Linked DNA regions of Nomascus leucogenys: region 2 is linked to region 1. The links are chromatin contacts, called in public Hi-C maps. All regions are on one chromosome and are shown on one strand. The core of a region is the stretch at or near the end of the contact, and the rest is flanking DNA. Distances in the headings are between cores, read along the strand shown. Region 1 overlaps NSMCE2 (E3 SUMO-protein ligase NSE2). Region 2 has its middle 210 kb from the start of TRIB1.

The links. Hi-C and Micro-C count contacts between places; a contact is called where the count stands out from the background.
Region 2: a contact with region 1 is called in a Hi-C map of a lymphoblastoid cell line, with 8 times the contacts expected there. The contact joins two enhancer-like sites. A contact is called at or near these places in 2 of 4 Hi-C or Micro-C datasets (a lymphoblastoid cell line and an unstated tissue).

What each region holds. Positions count from the first base shown.
Region 1 is chr16:77,194,872-77,197,889 of Asia_NLE_v1, forward strand. All of the region lies in intron 3 of NSMCE2 (E3 SUMO-protein ligase NSE2), which reads left to right. Among named protein-coding and RNA genes, the nearest start is that of WASHC5, 33 kb to the left of the region's middle. Within about 2 kb of position 1,625, the one cell type or tissue checked has an H3K27ac peak away from gene starts, as active enhancers do. A contact at or near this core is called in a lymphoblastoid cell line, where this site is marked.
Region 2 is chr16:77,717,827-77,720,844 of Asia_NLE_v1, forward strand. No RefSeq gene overlaps it. Among named protein-coding and RNA genes, the nearest start is that of TRIB1, 210 kb to the left of the region's middle. Within about 2 kb of position 1,440, the one cell type or tissue checked has an H3K27ac peak away from gene starts, as active enhancers do. A contact at or near this core is called in a lymphoblastoid cell line, where this site is marked.

The DNA.
Region 1 (3,018 bases), core at 375-2,874:
CTGGTCTTCCCTTTTAACTAGGTTTCCTGAGGACAAAGATCTCAGTGTGTTCATCTGATGTCTTCAGAGTCTGGGACTTATTTAATGCCTGTTAGGTGTTGAATCCATATATAAATGTGTTAGTAACTGGCTTTCAAGACTGTGTTCTCTTAATACAAATATCTGGATCAAGAATGTAGAAAGTTACTTTCCAAAATGAGAAAATAAGCCCTTTTGTTAATTTTTGAACCTAATTTTTTTTTTGTCAGTTCATTTGTTTTATTTATTTTTTTTTCTTTTTTTAAATTATTATTATACTTTAGGTTTTAGGGTACATGTGCACAATGTACAGGTTTGTTACATATGTATCCATGTGCCATGTTGATTTCCTGCACCCATTAACTCGTCATTTAGCATTAGGTATATCTCCTAATGCTGTCCCTCCCCCCTCCCCCAACCCCACAACAGTCCCCGGAGTGTGATGTTCCCCTTCCTGTGTCCATGAGTTCTCATTTGAACCTAATTTTTAAAGACCGCATTCCATTTTTGTGTATGGAATGTCTTAGGCAGAGGTTCTCAAACTTGAGGGTGCATCAGCATCAATTTAGAGAGCTTGCTGGGCTGGGCATAGAGAAGGCTCACAGCTGTAGTCTTAGCACTTTAGGAGGCCGAAGCGGGCGGATCACTTGAGGTCAGGTGACCTCAGCCTAGCCAACATACCCAAACCCCATCTCTACTAAAAATACAAAAATTAGCTGGGCATGGTGGCACACGCCTCTAGTCCCAGCTACTCGGGAGGCTGAGGTGGGAGGATCACTTGAACCGAGGAGGCAGAGGTTGCAGTGAGTCAAGATTACACCACTGCACTCCAGCCTGGGTTACAGAGTGAGACTATCTTAAAAACACACACACACACACACACACACACACACACACGCACGCACCACGCACGCACAGATTGCTGGACTCTGCCACTAGAGTTTCAGTAGGTCTCGAATGAGTCTAAGAATGTGCATTTCTCATGGATACATATGTAACAAACCTGCACATTGTGCACATGTACCCTAAAACCCTAAAGTATAATAAAAAAAAAAAAAAAAAAAAGAATGTGCATTTCTGAGAAGTTCCCAGGGTCTGCGGGTACACTTCGAGAACCCTTCTCTAGTATTTCCCATTTGGTAGGAAATACCACTAGGTGGCACCAGAACACTTCTTATGAAGTGGCTATTGGCTTTTTGAACAGTGCTTATTGCACAGTTTAAGATTATATAAAAGATACAATCACTAAATTACTGGAATTTGGAGCCTGAATTATTTCATGTATATAAAAAGTAAGAATGTGTTGATTCTATTAGACCAGAGAACTATAGGACTATTAAGGTTACATTTTGAGATCGACTCTTCCAGGAATGAGGACTATACCTCTCAGCTTTGCTGCTCTCATTTTCAGTTGTGTGGGTTAATCAGTTTCATTTGCCAGTGATTGATGCCGATCCTTTCACAAAATAAAAATAAACATTTCATATGAATCATAAGTATTTATTCTTCCAAGTTAATGCTTCTTGATTTTGTTTTTATCGATTACATTTTAAAACCACTTTTAAAAGACTTACACATATTGTGTGCATAAATTTCTTGTAATTTTGTCCTTCCTCCAGTGGCCCAGTTGTATTTGGGACAGTTTTAGAATGTCAAAAAGGGTGAAATGTGCTTTCCTATTGGCTTCCTTAGTCAGAAAGTTGAGTAGTTTCCTTTTTAAGAGCTATTGAGAGGAAAGTTTTGGCTGCTGTTCACCTCACCTCACCTCCTGTTACCGTGGAATCTCACTCCATAAATTTCCAATCATTCCAACACCTCCAGATTTTCTTTCCTCCACCGACTGTAACAACCTGAAAGTTGGCATGGTTTCTCCACATGATGGCGTGTGTGGAAATAATTACTTGCTGTGTTCCCCTGTTTGCTAAGCTCTCCCATTCACATTAGGATGTCACTTTGTGAAACAGTAAATGAGTCACTTTTTAGTTTTTAAAACAGTGTGTATAGTATCTGAATACCATCTGGGTTTTTCTAGAATCCTGAGAATAATTTTTCTATTAATTCTGCTTTTTTGTCTTTGGAGCTGAAGCTTGGTTTAGGTTTCAGTGACCTAACGGGGTTTGAAAATGACCACCACAGAAAAAACTGAATTGGAGTCACTCAATCAGATTTAAAATTAGATTAGCACTTTATTATATATCTTTGATAATTGGAAATAATTGAGACTCGTTTAATGCTAAGCAAAGATGACAGCTTATGGAAGAAGTAGATAGAACAGACTTTAGGATTATTTTTGAGACATCAGATTCCTTTTTAAAAGACATAAAATTTTACATCTTCTAGTAAGCAGAAAGGAGCTTTTTGTAGATTGGTAATTAACATAACTAAACTGACTTGATTATTCTAGGGAAGATTATTTTATTATCCAGACCTATTTTTTCTCCCTCTTCTTTCTGTACTTTATAAATGAAATTATTTGTTATATATAAATGTAAAGCATTATTTATATATAGCAGTCCTGTCCAATTAAAGTATAGTGTTAGCCACAAGTGTAATTTAAAATTTTCTGCTGTCCTTATTACAAAAAGTAAGAAGAAAGAGGAAAAATTACTTTTAGAAATGTTTTATTTAAACAAATGTGTCTAAAATATTTTAACATATGATCAATATGAAAGTTACTAATATTATTTTGTCTTTTTTGATACTAAAATTAGAATCTTACAGTACATGTCAATCTGCACTAGCCATATTTCATATATTTAGTAGTCACATGTGAAAAATGAGTACTGTATTAGATAACAGCACATATATAGGTTATTTCATTTGTCAGTGACTGTGTCAGAGAAGGGTAAGAAAGTGTAAGGATATTTAAATCAACTCATCATGTAACATTTTAGAAGTTTTGGAGAGTATTCAAATCAAACCAGTCGGTAAAACGAGTTATTATCTGTTGATTTCTTTTGTGTTTGTCACTTTTCTACCCTAGGTGTGATTCGTATTTTA
Region 2 (3,018 bases), core at 190-2,689, 520 kb after region 1:
AGCACTTGATCTTCCTGAGGCAGGGAAGAGCCTGTGTCTCCAGGCAGACCCTGTGGCCAGGCTGTGTGTTGCATCCTCATTACCGCAGTCTCTGCAGGCTGCGGGACCGCATCCCTCTGCCTGAATATTCCTTTCCCTCTCTGCTGCAATTCTGTGCTGCCACCGTGATCTTCCGGGAAACATTCTTTTTGTCCTTCAAGGTCAATTCACATGGACTGTCCTCTGGAAGATCCCAACTGCCACCTCCATTTCTCAGTTCCCCCCCACCGGGCACACGTCTACATTATTTCTGTGTGCACACATTTATGACAAAGTGGTAAATGACGAGGGTTTTAGTGACAGACCCCTGGCTTTTAGCCTGGCTCTGCCACCCAGTGTGGGTCTCTCCACCCAAGCCTCAATTTTCCCATCTATGAAGTGGCGCTAATCGTAGTACCTACCTCTCAGGTTTTTGTGAGGATTAAGTAGAAGAGTGCATATAAAGCACTTGAGAAATGAACGTGTCAACTGCTGCATATGTGCTCCTGGTTCTTTTATTTTTCTAAAAGGTGAGTCCTTCACACCCTGGCTTACCCCTGATACATCTTTGCGTCTCTGGTGATGAGTAGAGTTCCTGCCACACAGTCGGTGCTCCATACATGACAATCAAACTGAAGTTCAGTAGCAGGCATTTGCTGAGCACTTACTATGTACTAGGTGCTGAGTATGCCAAGATGGGAAGCCGCCAAAAGGTCGAGATGCATTTATGTAAAGACAGCTAATGAGAGACTGAATGGGTCCCAGTATGATGCAGTCATTGGCTCGTTTATTCATTAAGGCTTTTGTTGCACCAGGTTCTGGGGAGATAGATATGAATAAAATGCATTCCTGGTCCTCGAAGGGGCATGCATGTTTGCAAAATGTACAATAGGAGCGAATGACTGCTGTTGTAGGGGTATGAACGAGGTAGACCCTGGGGCTCAGAGGTCAGAGCCAGCCAGGGATTGCAGATGGGTTTGTAATGGCAGGGGCCAGGGGAGCTGGGGGAGATGGACGGTGCTTTTGTACTTGCTGACCCTTCGCTTGGGATGCTGTTCCTCCTCCACATCCTTCTAGCCTCAGAGGGCCTGTCCCCTCCTCAGTGCGTCCTCCTTGGGAAGCCCACCTCCTCATCTGTCTGTCACTGTGCTCTGTTCATTTCTTCTGAAGTGCTAACCACAATCCACAGTGACTAAAAGGCAGAGAAGGAAGGAAACCAACACTTCTTGAATACCTACTAGGTGCCAGGCACCGTGATCGTCCATTGACACACATTATTTAATTAATCTTCTCAACACTCCTGGGGTACCAGAATTATTATCGTCATTTTGCAGACTACAACAGAGGTCCTAAGACGGCACGTATCTTTGCCCAAGGTCACCAGCCGGAAACAGGAATGGAACTAGAATCAAGGCTAGCTGCCATTCCACACCCGCGGCACTTTCATGGCAACGGGAGAGGCCAGGTAGGAAAGAGAGGAAGTAGAGTGACTCATTTACCGCCCCAGGCATTTCAGCAACAAGTAAGTGATTTCCCTAATTCTGGTCTGCTATTAATACAGACTTGGCAGCTAAGAACTAAGTTGCAGAAAAACAGGTTTTCTTCCTAACTCAGCAGCACCACCTGCAGCATCTAAGGGAACACTGCAAAAATGATCAGCAGTGGGAACTCTGGTCTTTGCTGGAGCCCCGAGAGGGTATCATGAGGGAGGAAACTGAGGCATCATCCAGTCACTTTTCATCTTTAAAAGGAGCAAATTGAGACCAAGAAAGGAACTTACTTCAAGTCACAAAGTTAGTGATGGCATATTTGAAGGTGTATCCCTCCTGACTCCTAGTTCAGTACCCCTTCTCCTCACTTTCCCTTTCATCTTTCTTCTTCTTCTTCCTCCTTCCCTTCTCCTCCTCCCCTACCTTCCTTCCTCCTCCTCATCTTCTCTCTCATTTATTCACTAAGCAAACATTAATTGGGCACTTAATAGATCTTGAGCATATTCCTCTTTGTGGGATATAAATATGGATAGCTAACGTTTTCTTTTTGTGTTATTGCCTGGATTAACTGACACTAACAATGTACTTCATAATTACAACTAAGATGCATTGAGCGTGAGTGTGTGCCAGGCACCATGCTGAGGCTTTATCTCAGTTACCCTCACAGATGAGGACACTAAGGCTTAGGGAGGTCTAGGAACATGCCCAGCATGGCTCAATGAGTTGTAAAGCTGGGATTGAAACCCAGATCCTTCTGACTCCGGGGCCAGAGATCTTAACCGTTATGTTATATTTACTCTTTAAAGTATCTAAGGTTAATTCAAGAAGTATCCATACTCTAAAAGAATTTTGCTCCTATTTAAAATAATGACTTTTTTTTTTTTCTTTTTGAGACAGAGTCTTGCTCTGTCGCCCAGGCTGGAGTGCAGTGGATCTTGGCTCACCGCAACCTCTGCCTCTTGGGTTCAAGTGATTCTCCTGCCTCAGCCTCCCGAGTAGCTGGGATTACAGCATGTGCCACCACACCTGGCTAATTTTTGTATTTTTAGTAGAGACAGGGTTTCACCATGTTGCCCAGGCTGCTCTTGAACTCCCGACCTCAGGTGATCCTCCCACCTCAGCCTCCAAAGTGCTGGGATTACAGGCGTGAGCCACTGTGCCTGGCCTAAAATAACTACTTATTTCTTGTCTTAGAGTGGTGCTGATTCTCTTGTCAAATTAATTGCTTCTTAAATCCCTAGGAGTTTATGTTAAGGTTTATCTAGGTACCAGGCATTGTGCTAGGTGCCAGGGATACTGCCAGTGACTATAGGTCAGTTAGGAGTCCATGGCCTTGTAGGTGTCAGTTGTGATACAAGGCAAGCCACAAAACACATCCTGATGGAAGCGCCGTACAACTCCAGGGAGCCCAGTCACAATACAGCTGGTGGAAATGGCACCTCCTGACTTGTGCAGTGCACTGACTGTGCGACTGTATATGGTGTCCCTGATCGAATGGGATGGGAGCATG